Linked DNA regions of Mus musculus: regions 1, 2, 4 and 5 are each linked to region 3. The links are chromatin contacts, called in public ChIA-PET, Hi-C and HiChIP or PLAC-seq maps. All regions are on one chromosome and are shown on one strand. The core of a region is the stretch at or near the end of the contact, and the rest is flanking DNA. Distances in the headings are between cores, read along the strand shown.

Region 1 (2,725 bases), core at 199-2,698, 320 kb after region 3:
CATTTGTTTAGTGTGTGTGTTTTACCATGTATCCCTCCCCCCCCCTGTGTGTGTGTCTATCTGTATCTGTATCTGTGTGTGTGTGTGTCTGTGTGTGTGTGTCTGTGTGTGTGTGTGTGTGTGTGTGTTACATGTACATGGAGCTTGAAGGATTCGGTTTTCTACTTCCACTGTGTGGGGTTTGGGGATTGAACTCAGGTCATTGGGTTTAGAAGCAAGCACCTATGTCTTCTGAGCCGTCTGCCAGGCAAGTTTTGTGAAGTTTCTTACTACAGACTGGGTATGGAGATGCACATCTATATCATGCCAGCACTCCAGAGTCTCAAGCAGAATTGTAAGTTCAGTACCATCCTATGCTGCGTGATGAGTTTTAGGCTAGCCTAGGATCCTGCCGTAAAGCCAACACACAAAATAAAGTTGCTTTAGATTGCAGCTATTGTACCTTCTGGGAGGAAAGGAGCTAGAGTTTCCAACTTCAGTCCCCTCTTCCTCTCACAACATGTTTGTGTTTTCAGGCCTGATTGTCAGTTTTGAACATATGCAGAAAATGTGGCTTTGGTATATATTTGGGTTCAATCCACTAACCAGTTGGTTTTTTCCTAGACAGTGGTTTAAGGTTCAGGAGTAGGTTTTAGCCTTAGGTTTTTGTTGAATACAGAGACCCTACTTTATGATAACCTTGCATAATTAATTTGAATATTTTTCACTGTTGCCCAAAGATCGTTAAACAGTTTTATCACTTTAGATCCAGCTGCCATTTGCATGGATTTTCTTTCACTGTTCTGTCTGTTTTGATAGCTCTCCCAGTTCCTTGCATTGCAAAGATAAGCGAATTTATGCCTTTGTGTGTGCTTACAGTTTGGCCCTTAACCAAAGAGATCTCTTTTTAAGTCTTTTGTTTGAACAGATGTGTAAACAAAACATTGCTGCTTCAGACTTCACAGTTTAAGGCTTGATGAAAACAGAAACTGAAAGAACACTTGATTTGTATTCTTCGTGGCATACTTGGTGTGATCAGGATGATGGAGAGGCAGGGCCACACATGATGGTGACCTTAGAGTGTGCTTAGAACTGTTTAGCTTTGGGAACAAGTTGTAGGCCCCAGACTTTACTGGCATAGGCAGGCCCTCAGTTCATCTTAGAACCAGCTTTCTGAGTTCAGCCTTCTACCATCATGACTTTCCACTGCCTTTGAAAATCTCCACTTAGTTCCAGTTTCCCATTACTGGCTAACCACCTGGATTTAGGACATCAGTATGACTGGTATCCACTTTTCTTGTGTGCCCTAAAAGGAACCAGCGCCATAGCCAGATCCATTCCTCATCTACCTAGTCAAAGATTTCACTAGTTCCTGGTAACCTGCCACAGACAGGCTATCCTGTCTGTGCACCACTGTGAGCAGCCTTCCTCTGCAATGTGTAGGATGAGGTGAGCTGGGGAGATTCTGTGTGCTGGCTATGGATGTGTCTCCAGAATTAGTCCCAAGAGAGATTATCCATAATACCTTTTCTGTAAAATAGAAACTAGAGGCTTGTCTTAGTTTGGGTTTTATTGCTGTGAGGAGACACCATGACCACAGCGACACTTACAAGGGAAAACATTTAATTAGAGCTGGCTTACAGTTCAGAGGTTTAGTTCATGATTGTCACAGTAGGTAGCATGGCAGCATCCAGCATCGAAGAGTGTTCTATATCTGGATCTGCAGGCAGCAGGAAGAGAGAAACCCCAAAGCCCAGTGACACTTTCTCAAACAAGGCCACACCTCCCAGTAGTACCCATCCCTATGGGCCTAGAGGGGCCATTTTCATTTAAACCACAAGGCTCTTCATGATTATCTTCAAAAGTTAGCATCACGGTGGCAAGCTTGTATAACCACAAGGCCGAAGCAAAAGTACCCAAGTTCAAGGCCAGCTTGGACTACATCATTAGTTCTAAGGCCTCCTGCAGCTATACTGAAAACCCTTGTGTTTAAAAAGAAAAGAAGAAAACAGAAAAAAAAAAACCCACAGTTCTTTACTCTCCTGGATTTTAAACTCTTGATACATTTGTTACAGGATGTGGTTATGAGAGGGCCTTTCCCTGTCAAATTCTCATTTCTATGTAAGAACCTTTCTTTAGCAGTTTACCTTCAAATTTATATTACATTTTAATTAATGTTAATAAAAGGAGGTTTTGGGTTTTTTTTAATAAATATTCCCTGAACTATACAGTGCTGTTTTCTAATATACACATTCCATATGTGGCCGAATAAACAGAAAAATGCAAATGTGATCATAGAGCTGTAAGGTAGAAGGATTCCTTCCTTTGAAAGTATACTGACATTAAAGATTGCTATCTACAGTTTTCTTAAGCTTTTCATATTGGAAAATCTGTAGCTTTTTTTTTTTAGTTGAGTCTGCACTGAAAAACTGTTGCTTGAGTAAAAGTAAGGCCCTTGACTTAGGTCTATTGCTTTGAATTACAGATCATGTACTTTACTAAAGGAATGATGGCTAGTGAGACAGCTTAGCAAGCAGGTAAAAGCCAGCAACCCTGGGACCTTGTGATAGAAAAAAGAACTGACTCTGAAAGTTGTCCTTTGACCTCCACACACATGCCTTGGCATGTGAGTACAAAATAAATAAATGAATGTAAAAAGAATACTAAAAAGATAAGATCCAGATTATCCAAGGACATTTGACTGTTTCATATTGTTACAGGATGATAAATAACTTTCATGGTATAT
Region 2 (2,743 bases), core at 143-2,642, 280 kb after region 3:
AGAAAGCTGTCTACCAAACAGTGTTAGAAACAGAAGATGTGGCTCTGATCCTCACATCCTCTCAGCCTTGTACCTGTGGCAGTGGCCAGAAGCGCAGAAAGTGTTGTTACAAGGCAAGCATTTCCATTCATCTCTACAGTTTGCTCTTGTGTTAGCAACACCACTTTTCTTCATTTCTTTAACTTCAGAAGTAGTGTTTTTAAGAAGTTATCAAGGGGCTAAGCCTGACAGCTTAGTTCTGATCCCTAGAGCCCACCTGGGGTGCATTAAAAGGTTCTGTGATCCCACCACTCCCTCACAAGATCTGAGTGTGAATGGAGAATCCTGGGAGCTTATGGTTCAGTAAGAGAACCTGCTTCTAAACAGGTAGAAGGCAGGAACTGGCTCTTGAAAGTAACCCCCTAGGGCTGTAGAGATGGCTCGGCAGTTAAGACCACTGATTGCTCTTCTATTCCTGAGTTCAATTCCCAGCAACCACATGGTGGCTCATAACCATCTGTAATAGTATCTAATGCCCCCTTCTGGTGTGGCTGATGACAGAGACATGTACTCACACACATAAAATAAATAAATAAATCTTTTTTTAAAAAAGGTTATCCTCTGGCCTTCAGATGCATGCCATAGCACATACATGCCTGCATCACATGCATACGCATTTGTAAACACAACTTACCAATAATGCTTTACAATGCTTAATAACCACATACAAAATACAATATTCAATAGCTATAAAACATAGTTTAGAAACTAAACTTCAAATTTGTATCTTCTTACTTCATATTAGTAAGTAGTCTACTTTCGTCTTAATTTTTTTTTCTTTTCACAAATTTCCCACCACTGCTTGTAAGAATGATTCACTGCTTGCTGGGAAGATGTGACTACTAGTCACAGTGTCCATTTAATAGAGATTTGGGTTAATAGAACAAAATGCTTTTTAAGGGATAGTCACTTGTTTTTCTATCTGCTCTTTATATTTCTTGCTCTTTTTTTTTAACCTCTTCTGTCATATATCTGTGATGATTACAGGGACCCTATGTATTTATCCAGATTGCTTTTTATTCTACCTAAGTGGTTTTGCTGTTTTCAGTCCTTTCCATTCCCAGTTAGTTTTGTTATCAGATTATGGGGCCACCTGTTCCACAAGTCAGGTCTGGCTACTCATCAGTAATACAATTTAAAAAGCAAATTTAAAAATGGAAAGCAGAAAAAGGAGATTTGTTCAGCTCAGCTATGTTGGGAAGAGGGACAAGGGTCCATCAGATTCCTCAAGCCCATCTTCAGGGTCCAGAAGTGAGATCAAGTTTAAATAGAAGGCAGAGGGTGTACACATGTAAGCAGTGTCAGTCAAAGTGAGGTCCCGCCCACCACTGATTCATCAGTGCCTGGGCTTCAGTCTGTGATGTGATTTGACAAGTTAGAACTGTGTGAGATTCCTGGGGGAATTCCCATTTTCTTGCACTCTATTGTTTCAATAGTCTGATAGATTGAGAGACAAGTATTTCTTTAGAATATGTTCATTTCTTCCAGGCTGTGACAACGTAAGTAGAGAGTAAAGAATTCTTTAGAGCACTGTGACCTACCTAGTGTTGTTCCTAGTACCTCCTTAATGGCAACTTTTCTGTCACTGTCCCATCCAGAATGGAGACTTCCCTTTTATTTTATTTTTTTATTAGATATTTTCTTTATTTCCTTTTCAAATGCTATCCCGAAAGTTCCCTATTCCTTCCTCCCACCCTGCTCCGCTACCCACCCACTCCCACTTCTTGGCCCTGGCATTCCCCTGTACTAGGGCATATAAAGTTTGCAAGACTAAGGGGCCTCTTTTCCCAATGATGGCCAACTAGGGCATCTTCTGCTACATATGCAGCTAGAGACACAAGCTCTGGGGGTACTGGTTAGTTCATATTGTTGTTCCATCTATAGGATTGCAGACCCCTTTATCTCCTTGGGTACTTTCTCTAGTTCCTCCATTGGGGGCCCTGTGTTCTATCCTATAGATGACTGTAAGCATCCACTTCTGTGTTTGCCAGGCACTGGCATAGCCTCACAAGAGACAGCTATATCAGGGTCCTTTCAGCAAAATCTTGCTGGCATATGCAATAGTGCCTGGGTTTGGTGGCTGATTATGGGATGGATCCCCAGGTGGGGTAGTCTCTGGATGGTCCATCCTTTTGTCTTAGCTCCAAACTTTGTCTCTGTAACTCCTTCCATGGGTGTTTTGTTCCCTAGTCTAAGGAGGAATGAAGTATCCACACATTGGTCTTCCTTCTTCTTGATTTTCTTGTGTTTTGCAAATTGTATCTTGGGTAAGTTTCTGGGCTGATATCCACTTATCAGTGAGTGCATATCAAGTGACTTATTTTGTGATTGGGTTACCTCACTAAGGATGATATCCATTTGCCAGATCCATCCATTTGCCCAAGAATTTCATGAATTCATTGTTTTTAATAGCTGAGTAGTACTCCATTATGTAAATATACCACATTTTCTGTATCCATTCCTCTGTTGAGGGACATCTGGATTCTTTCCAGCTTCTGGCTATTATAAATAATGCCTCCCTTTTATTAAGTAAACACCACTACATTATAGTCACTACATCATCAAGAGTGATTCCAGGGCAGCGAATCATGGATATCCTTCTAAGTACTTGGCTTTTACTGTCTTAGATAATTAGACAGTGAGTACTAAGTGATGCATCTTACAATTGGTCATATAGCTGTGTTATTAATGCTTTTCTTGTTTG
Region 3 (2,772 bases), core at 226-2,725:
CCCCGGAGGCCGAGTGAAGGGCGCAAGCGCACTTAGGGACAATCTACAGCAACCGTGGTCCATCTGGCCCCGGTGTGGCTGTACGCGAGGTCCACGTGGTGAGCCCCGCAGCCAGAGTTCGGTCCACACTCTTTTCCACAGCCTTAGGAGACACCGCGGGAGCTCAGTTAGGAAATGCGGCAGCCATCTACAACTTACACTATTTGTGCTCGGAAGAGGGCGGCCACAAGGATCTTTCCTCCCTCTCCCATTCCCTCCTGGTGAACTCTTTAAAATAGCCGAGTGCACAAGGAAGAGGCCCAGGCCGGCGCCGGCGGGGGTCCTGGCTGGGCGCAGGCTGCTCTCCGGGCGGCGGAGCCCGGGGTGCTGGCCAGGGCCCCTGCGGGCCCCAGGCTAGGTGCTTGCCTTCCCCGGATTCCACACATTTCAGCCAGCCTCGTAAACACAATGAACCCGGCCGTTCCGCACACCCGTACCGAAGATTTAAGGTGGCAACTTGTTTACAACTGCCCCCCTCCCCGGCAGGCTGGGAGAAGAGGCGGCCCAAGACCTGGAAGAGAGGGGACGTCCTCTCCCGAGAATAATTTTTAAGGGAGCAGAGATTTCAAGCTCAACGAAAGCAGAACCGGCTGCCAAAAAAGGAAACCACCTTTACTTTGGCTCCCTCCCCTCTGTCTCTCTCCGCCTCTCTCCACTCCGCCTCCCCCTCAAAGAGGTTAAGAAATGTGGCAACGCCGAACTTTAGGCTGCAACCGTGGGCAGGGGCGCGGGAGAAAGGCGCTGGGGCCGAAGGCAGTGCCGCATTGCGGCCGCCCTGGAGGTGGTCCACTCAGGACGGTTTCCAAAGCTCCGGAAAAGGCACACCAGGGAGGGCGTGTGCGCGCGCACACACCACACACACGCACGCACACACACAGGCACCCCTCCACCCCCTGCGGACCTCAGACAGCCCTTTCCTCCAAAGTCCGGAGGGAGGGTTTGAATTTTTCAACCTTCACTTGTCTGCTGCTTTCTCAGGAGTGTGTGTGTGTGTCTGTGTGGCAGGGATCCCAAGGAGGAAGAAGAGGGAAAAGTGAAGAGGGAGGAGGGGACAGAAGTGCACCTTGGAAATCTGCTCCAGAGCGAAGGCGGCGTCGCAGTAGCTGGGCCGGTGCAGATAGTCCCGGTCCGGCGCGGCGCGGTGCGGTCCCCCGGTCCGTCTGCGCCTCCCGCCGCCGGCCTGCCTGCCCAGGGCCCCGGCGGCGTTACCAGCCGAGGCCATGTTGCCGCCGCCGCCGCGGGCTCCGGGCGCGCCTGGGCGCTCGGCTCGCGAGGACGCTGCTGGCCGCCGGGGACTCCGGCTCCGGGTGACAGACCCGCTGCTGCCGCTCACACGGCGGGCGCTGCGGGTGCTGCGGCCGTGGCCGCTGCCGGGGACTCAGACCCTGCGCCTTCCATTGCCACATTGCGCGTGAGTCCCGAGGTCTTTGCGGCCGCCGCTGCCCACATCCAGCTCGCGGGAAGGCGAGAGCCGGCGCTTCCAGGGCGCGCCTCGCGGTCCCCAAGTCCCCCCCAGACGTCCCCGCCCCGCGCCGCGACCCCTTCACGGCAGAAGGCGCGCGCAGACCCCCGCCGCTCGCGCCGGCTCCCTCGGCGCCCGCTGCGGGCGACGCGACGGTACCCGGCGAGTCTCAACGATGCCGGGCCGGGGCTGCCGCTGCTGCTGCTGGTGCTGCTGCGGCTGCGGCTGGAGTTGGCGGTGGCGGCTTCTGAAACGGCTGGTCGCTCTCTGGCTGCTGGGTTCGCGGTGGCTGCTCGGTCCCGGACTCTGCTTTCTTGTTCTCCTCACCGACCCGCTGGACCATTCTGCCCCCGCGCCGCGCGCTTCTTTCGCTACCGGGACCTGGGGACTCCGCTCTGTGTGTGTGCAGCGGGCAGCGGCCGCAGCAGCTCCTTGACTCAATAGATGAGATGGAAGAAGAAAAAAAAGAACTCTCTCCATTTGGAGAAAGAGGAGGAGGAGGGGAGGGGGTGGAGGGGGAAAGAGCGAGCGAAAGAGAAAAAGGCTGGAACTCCCGCCCCCGGGGCTGTCAGATGGCTTGGGTTTCTGCAACGCGATTGGCTCTTGGAGGGCAGAAATTACTCAGCAAACATGACTATTATTAGCTGCTTAGCAACAGCTCACCAAAGTAGAGAGACCACCCAGGTAGGCAACCCCCGTGTGTGCATCCCAGGCTTGGGGGTGGGGGGGCGCTCGCTCAGCGCCAACCCTCTCGCATGCAATACTTCCATTAAGGAATGCTCCCCCCTCCTTTCTTTCTTATTTCTTTTCTTTTCAACAGTGTCTTCTTTTTCGAGACGCCTTTTGCGAGCGCGCGCGCACACACACACAGACACACATACACACGCACACACTCACACGTACAGGAGCATTTGCCTCGCAATAGACATGAGGGATAGGTAATATATTTTTTTAAGCGCTTAAACAATTTCTGAGATTCCTCAAAGAAAACCCTTTTAGAGGCACTTTGGCCTCAAGCTGCAGCAAATACTGGGAGGTCCGGCTTGAATTCCCAGGCCTGCACCAATAATGACAGGGTGGTGGATAGTGCGCCAGTGTGTGCCAATTTTTTTTTCTCCTCTTTTCTTTTATAACCAAAGGCAAGACTTAGACTCTCGCAGGGAACAACGCCTCGTATTAAGATAAACAAAATGGAAAGTTAAAGAGGCGAGCAAGGATGTTGGGAAAAGCCAGCCCTTTTAAAAACCCCTCTCACTCCTCTATCGCCCCCC
Region 4 (2,700 bases), core at 147-2,646, 500 kb after region 3:
GCCTCTGAGGGAAAAGAGAGAAGGATGAGAGGTTAGACTGAGTGGTATGCACTCCAGGGCACCACTTTCATCTTGTTGGACACACTTGATCATCCTCAATGTCTCCCACAGGAGCTCTCTTAGCCTTACTGGGCAAACTATCTGTTATGCAGACACCACTGTGCAGCATCCGTCCCTGCCCCAAAGTTCCCAGTATTTAGCGTCTGTGGTGGTTAATCTTCATACTCAGTTTGACAGGCTCTGAAGTCACCTAAATATACATATCTGGGTACATCTATGAGTGTTTCCAGAAATGTGTAACTGACAAAGGCAGACCCTGAGAATGTGGCACCATCCCCCCGCTGGAGTCCTGAACTGAATAAAAAGGAGAGAGGGAACTTAGACACCGGCACTCCTCTCTTTCTGCCCCTTACTTTGGACACAACATGACCAGCTGTGTCATGCTCCCTCCATGCTGCTTTCCTGGGACTAATGCACTGTGCCCTCCTTCACCACCATAATGGATGACAGCCAAAGGAATCCTTCCTTCTGTCAAGTTGCTTCTATCGTGTGTGTGTGTGTGTGTGTGTGTGCATATGTGTAGGTATGTGTGTATGTGTGTGTATGTATGTGTGCATGTGTGTATATGTATGCATGTGTGTATGTGTATGTATGTGTGTAAGTGTATGTGCATGTGTGTATGTGTACATGTGTGTGCACATGTGTATATATGTGTGTGTGTGTGTGTGCATGTATGTATTTGTATACATGCATGTATGTGTGTCTATGTGTATATGTGTGTGGATGTTTGTGCATGTGTTGATGTGTGTGTATGCACGTGTGTATATGTGGATGTGGATGTGTGGATGTATGTGTGTGTATGTGTGTGTATGTGGATATGTGTGTGGGTGTGTGTGTGGATGTGTGTGTGTGTGCACATGTGTATATGTTTATGTGTGTGTGTATGTGTGGATGTGTGTGTGCACATGTATGTGTATATGTGTGTGTGTGGATGTGTGTGTCTGTATGTGTATATGTGTGAGTGTTTGCTCATATACAGAGAAACCAGAGGACACCAGGAGTCTTTCTTATCTTTCTTCACCTTATTCCCTTAAAACAAGGCCTCTCCCTGAACTAAGAGCCCACTTGTTTTTTGCTAGGTTGGAGGCCAGAAGGCGCCAGAAACCCTGTCCCTGCTCCCTGGCACTGTAGTTACAGCCACACTCAACCTTTTTATGTGGGTGCTAGGGATCCAAACATGGGTCTTATCTGCCAAGTCCCCCATTTGCACAGTAACAAGAAAATTAACTCTAAAGTCAACTCTCCCACCTTCCTAGTCCCCCAGACTTTCTCTCCTACCTCTGCCCTTGACCAGCAAGAGCATGTGCTTGCCTATACACACTGCTGCCAGACAACACCCTTGAAATCACTAAGAGTTGTGGGTCATGCTTCCAGCCAGCCAGGCTAACGAGTGCACGGTATATTTAGAAGCTGACTTTTCATTTATTTTCTTTGTTGCTTAGGGAGTTCAGTGTCTATAATAAATAAAACTTTATAAATTCAAATCAAAGCACTTCTGTAGTAAAGGAATCAGAAGGTTATCAAATCCCCTTTGAGGAAATCTAGATGATCAAACAGCCCACGATTGAAAGATCAATGTCTAAAATAATGTAAAACGATTTTAATGATAAGCTTCAACAACAGTTGACCACATAAACCTTAAAGCCACATCAGCTGGGAGCTTTAAAAAGCCACAGATTGCTTAGCATACAAACCCCATGAGCACTCGATAATAACCAAGCAGGAAGCTGTAACATTCCAGTGTGCTGACAGAAAAACAACCAATGATGAACTATTGCCAGGGAGCTTATCCACCTGAAACAACTGCCCGTGGAGAAGGGTGCTAGCCAGCTTTCCCTTTTGATGTTTGAAACCTGGTCCTCCTCAGCCATCTTATGTTCCAGACCCTGAAACTGGACCCCACACTCACCCCATCAACTTGAAATCAGAGTTTCTACCTTGCTGCTCCCTGCAGGTCTATTGACTGCCAAGAGAGATCAGCAAGGCTGCCACATACAGATGTGAACTTCAAGGATGAGCTGAGAGACCAGCTGTGGGGTAAGCATAGGCAGAGAGCTCAGAGCTCACTCATTAGCTGCGCAATGTGGTGGAGGTCCTATGGGCTCAGAGGAAGGGGAAACATTTTGTTCACACTGAAGCTTTAACTCCTCACCATGTCACATGGAACCCGGCTGTGTCCATTCTTAAGCAGTACCAGTTTCTAAACTGTCTTTCCAGGCAGGAGGCCCTCTTTTTCTTCACACAGAGGTATAAATGGACTAGCTTTGAGGGAATCATGGCATAAATGAGTCTGCAATTGACCCAAAGCAAAGGACTCGACAGCTCAATATACCTAAGACATTGCTTCAGCTAATGCTATTTTCATGTCTCTATGTAAAGGGAGGGGCATGGCATGTAAGTGAAGTTAGAGGATGATTTCGGGGTCCTCAGCACCTTCTGTCTTTTGTTTGAGACAAGCTGAGTTCTCCTTGCCTGGGACTTCACCATGTTTGTCATGCTAGTTGACTCACAAGCTTCAGGAGATCTGCCTGTCTCTGCCTCCTGTCTCACCGTCGCTGGAATTATAGGAACATATCATCATACCTGGGGTTGGAATTCAAATCCTCATGCCCGCAAGACAACTAACGGAGCCATCTCCCC
Region 5 (2,700 bases), core at 172-2,671, 390 kb after region 3:
TTACAGTTCTGTCTCTGTGAACTGGGGGTGAAGGGTGGGGGCTATGAACAGCAGATTGTTCTTGAAGCTACTTTGGTCATTTTCTTTTCCACATGGACAAATTATCTAGAAACAATGAGAATTGTGGGTCGCCAGACACCAATACACTTACTGCCTGTCCCCTGGCTCACAATGTTGAAACTGGACATGTGGCTGCGGGTTCATTCCTTCTGCAGCATATGATTGCAGAGGGGAGAGGTGGTCCAAGTGTGCCTAAAAGGTTTCTAAGAACTTGGATGCCCCACCCCCACCCCCCAACGGAACTCTCTAGATGTGATTTCCTGGGAATGTCTGCTTTATCTGTAAGCTTAACCTCCCTATGATCCAAGGCTAGCTTCAAGCCCTACAGAAATAAATAAATAGCTTTGCTCTCTTGCCCTGTGAACCACTTGGCTGCAGCTGGGAGTTTGTTACTATCTGCTCCGAGTGTTGGTAGGCTGTTTGGTGTTGGCCACACAACCCTGCCCTGGGCCAGTTCTGTTCTTTCTGGGAGGTTGTGCCTGTTGGAAACAGGCCTCTGGACCACACAAGGACTTAATAAGCTGTTTACCTCCACGGTGGTGTCCAGGCCACTACGCCCGCTGTGGTCTACCCCACCTTAATGACCGGATCTCGGCAGCTAATACCCCTAATCAGATACCTCCGAGCTGACTGGAGTTTCTCTCTGGGTCTCGGAAACTCTGCTTTCCCCGCTGTCCCCTCCATTCTCCCTCCTTATCCTTCCTAAACTTTCCATCTATCCGTTCTGAAAACGCAAGAATCCAAACATCCTCCAAGTAGTTTTTAGTAATTTCTTTTATTTCAGCATCCACAGTGTTTGGGACTGCATTCTAGGCAGCAATACCACCTCTGAGTTTCAGCTGTCACTTCAACGGAAAGGTCCAGCTGTCCCCTCTCAGGTAGAGTCACGATGTTAAGGGTCTACAGGCCATCAGCAAAGGAAGCTTGCCACCATTTTTCCCTTCTAGAAGGTGTTTGTTTATATATAGCCTTGCCACTTGTGCACCCTAAGAAGCTGCTTCAGAAAAACATAGTCTGAGGCCAAGACCCCCGGTCAGCAAGGAAGAAGGAACAACCTGTGCAGTTTGTCCTCTCGGGAGCAAAAAGCCTAGCTCTAGAGCGATGGGGCCCCTGCACTCTCCCTGCATGCCTCCCTCAGCCATTGCAAGGACGCTGACAGCCATAAAAAATCAGGCCTGTTAACAACAGGGAAGATCACAGGCCTTGATTCCTGTCGAGCTCCTGCAATAACAGCTACCATCTGGCTCCCCATCACAGCCCAAGGCAGGGCCTGATTTATGGGGCAGCTTGGGTCAGGGAGTGGGCCTTGTTCCTTGCCCTTTCCCCCACAAACACCCCAGCGGGCCAGGCCTGGGAGAGGGCCACTGCAGGTCATCAATAAATCCTGGGCATAAAACAATGCAGAGGTTTATTAAGGGAGCTGAGATGGAGACGGATGCGAGTTATTCTGGTTACATGCCCAGCTATCTTCCCCCACACAGTTCAAAGTCTATGCAACCTAATGCATTTCAGCAGCCAATAAAAGTTACTGCTGCGCTCTCTCTCTCTCTCTCTCTCTCTCTCTCTCTCTCTCTCTCTCTCTCTCTCTCTCTCTCTCTCTCATCCATAGGGCTTATAAATGATGGAGCAGGAGGTGTGAAGGATACATTGCAGCTCTAAAGCAGTGGATTACCTCAGAATAATTAGTCACCAAAGGAAGTCAGCTGCAGTAGACACTCACCTCTTTATCTAGACCAGGGTTCCCTTGTGGGATGGAAATTTTTAAAGTAATCTGAAATCAAAATTTGGATCCACCCATGGGGCATAAAAGTGACACTTTTGAATGCTTCTGTGACTCCGAAGTGCTGCCTTTGCAGAGAAGGCCAGACAGGATGGCCATGAGGCTCACTCTATTTGTAGGCTGGAGAGATCTCCATCTTTTCCCCCCAGAGGAACCATTCAACCAGAACTCCCAGCTGCTGGCCATTAAGCCCTGAAGGGCTAAAATAGTATTGTCTGGAGATGAAATTAAATTGTATTGACATAGACTAATGGGATATGATGAAGAGGAGCCTGGCCAGGGTTTAGGAAGATGGCTGTGCTGTGCTATAGATACTAGCAGTATCCATAGGACCCTGGGGTTCTGAGAATTAACATTATTCAGTATTACTAAGGATAGTCTGGCTCACTCTAAGTGCCTAGGAAAACCCCTTCTATATCTTGTTATCTTTGCCCAAGATGTTGAAAAGGCCCTCAAGAAGTTGTCTCTTATAACCAGATGTGGTGGCACACACTTGGGAAGTAGAAGCTGGAGGATTTTACATGTTCAAGGCCAGCTGGGGCTAGAGAAAGTATCTGTGATGGTTTGTATATGCTTGGCCTAGGGAGTGGTATTGTTGGGAGGTGTGGCCTTGTTGAAGTAGGTGTGGTCTTGTGGGTATGGGCTTTAATACCCTTGTCCTAGCTGCCTGGGAGCCTGTATTCTGCTAGTAGCCTTAAGATTAAGATGTAGAACTCTCAGCTCCTCCTGTACCATGCCTGCCTGGATGCTGCCATGTTCCCACCTTGATGATACTGGACTGAACCTCTGAACCTGTAAGCCAGCCCCAATTAAATGTTGTCCTTTGTAAGACTTACCTTGGTCATGGTGTCTGTTCACAG

The links. Hi-C and Micro-C count contacts between places; a contact is called where the count stands out from the background. ChIA-PET counts read pairs in DNA pulled down with a chosen protein or histone mark. HiChIP or PLAC-seq counts read pairs in DNA pulled down with a chosen protein or histone mark.
Region 1: an RNA polymerase II ChIA-PET map of memory CD8 T cells shows a contact between it and region 3, with 26 read pairs. The contact joins the enhancer-like site here to the promoter of Ptch1 in region 3. A contact is called at or near these places in 8 of 39 promoter capture datasets (the 3T3-L1 cell line, 3T3-L1-derived adipocytes, the SN4741 cell line and 4 more), 4 of 484 Hi-C or Micro-C datasets (CD4 T cells, Th1 cells and cerebral cortex), 12 of 115 datasets of contacts at active chromatin or transcription factors (the 230-238 cell line, the SCID.adh cell line, T-cell acute lymphoblastic leukemia and 8 more) and 4 of 9 other capture datasets (adipose tissue, embryonic tail, liver and 1 more).
Region 2: a contact with region 3 is called in a Hi-C map of epidermal suprabasal cells, with 2.9 times the contacts expected there. The contact joins the enhancer-like site here to the promoter of Ptch1 in region 3. A contact is called at or near these places in 10 of 39 promoter capture datasets (the 3T3-L1 cell line, the C10 cell line, cranial neural crest and 5 more), 1 of 484 Hi-C or Micro-C datasets (epidermal suprabasal cells), 6 of 115 datasets of contacts at active chromatin or transcription factors (the SCID.adh cell line, bone marrow-derived macrophages, craniofacial prominence and 3 more) and 2 of 9 other capture datasets (adipose tissue and embryonic tail).
Region 4: an H3K4me3 HiChIP or PLAC-seq map of embryonic limb bud shows a contact between it and region 3, with 3 times the contacts expected there. The contact joins the enhancer-like site here to the promoter of Ptch1 in region 3. A contact is called at or near these places in 7 of 39 promoter capture datasets (the 3T3-L1 cell line, the C10 cell line, cranial neural crest and 4 more), 10 of 115 datasets of contacts at active chromatin or transcription factors (the NIH/3T3 cell line, T-cell acute lymphoblastic leukemia, bone marrow-derived macrophages and 6 more) and 4 of 9 other capture datasets (adipose tissue, embryonic tail, embryonic trunk and 1 more).
Region 5: an H3K4me3 HiChIP or PLAC-seq map of embryonic limb bud shows a contact between it and region 3, with 4 times the contacts expected there. The contact joins the enhancer-like site here to the promoter of Ptch1 in region 3. A contact is called at or near these places in 9 of 39 promoter capture datasets (the 3T3-L1 cell line, cranial neural crest, embryonic stem cells and 5 more), 5 of 484 Hi-C or Micro-C datasets (embryonic stem cells, nephron progenitors and uterus), 10 of 115 datasets of contacts at active chromatin or transcription factors (bone marrow-derived macrophages, craniofacial prominence, embryonic forebrain and 6 more) and 4 of 9 other capture datasets (adipose tissue, embryonic tail, liver and 1 more).

What each region holds. Positions count from the first base shown.
Region 1 is chr13:63,884,828-63,887,552 of GRCm38.p6, forward strand. The region is part of intron 17 of Ercc6l2 (excision repair cross-complementing rodent repair deficiency, complementation group 6 like 2); the gene reads left to right. Among named protein-coding and RNA genes, the nearest start is that of Gm46423, 21 kb to the right of the region's middle. Within about 2 kb of position 1,449, at least 43 of the 459 cell types and tissues checked have an H3K27ac peak or open chromatin away from gene starts, as enhancers often do. A contact at or near this core is called in the SCID.adh cell line, T-cell acute lymphoblastic leukemia, Th1 cells and 3 more, where this site is marked.
Region 2 is chr13:63,844,574-63,847,316 of GRCm38.p6, forward strand. Ercc6l2 (excision repair cross-complementing rodent repair deficiency, complementation group 6 like 2) reads left to right here. Exons shown (of 19, transcript NM_001013608.3): 7 at 1-113. Among named protein-coding and RNA genes, the nearest start is that of Ercc6l2, 31 kb to the left of the region's middle. Within about 2 kb of position 1,393, at least 2 of the 459 cell types and tissues checked have an H3K27ac peak or open chromatin away from gene starts, as enhancers often do. A contact at or near this core is called in epidermal suprabasal cells, where this site is marked.
Region 3 is chr13:63,564,260-63,567,031 of GRCm38.p6, forward strand. It overlaps Ptch1 (patched 1), which reads right to left and starts at 1,476. Exons shown (of 24, transcript NM_008957.3): 1 at 1,103-1,476. The coding sequence starts at 1,261. RefSeq lists an enhancer at 2,035-2,214.
Region 4 is chr13:64,065,030-64,067,729 of GRCm38.p6, forward strand. All of the region lies in intron 6 of Hsd17b3 (hydroxysteroid (17-beta) dehydrogenase 3), which reads right to left. Among named protein-coding and RNA genes, the nearest start is that of Gm30999, 10 kb to the left of the region's middle. Within about 2 kb of position 1,397, at least 4 of the 459 cell types and tissues checked have an H3K27ac peak or open chromatin away from gene starts, as enhancers often do. A contact at or near this core is called in embryonic limb bud, where this site is marked.
Region 5 is chr13:63,950,815-63,953,514 of GRCm38.p6, forward strand. No RefSeq gene overlaps it. Among named protein-coding and RNA genes, the nearest start is that of Gm30950, 24 kb to the left of the region's middle. Within about 2 kb of position 1,422, at least 43 of the 459 cell types and tissues checked have an H3K27ac peak or open chromatin away from gene starts, as enhancers often do. A contact at or near this core is called in craniofacial prominence, embryonic limb bud, embryonic tail and 4 more, where this site is marked.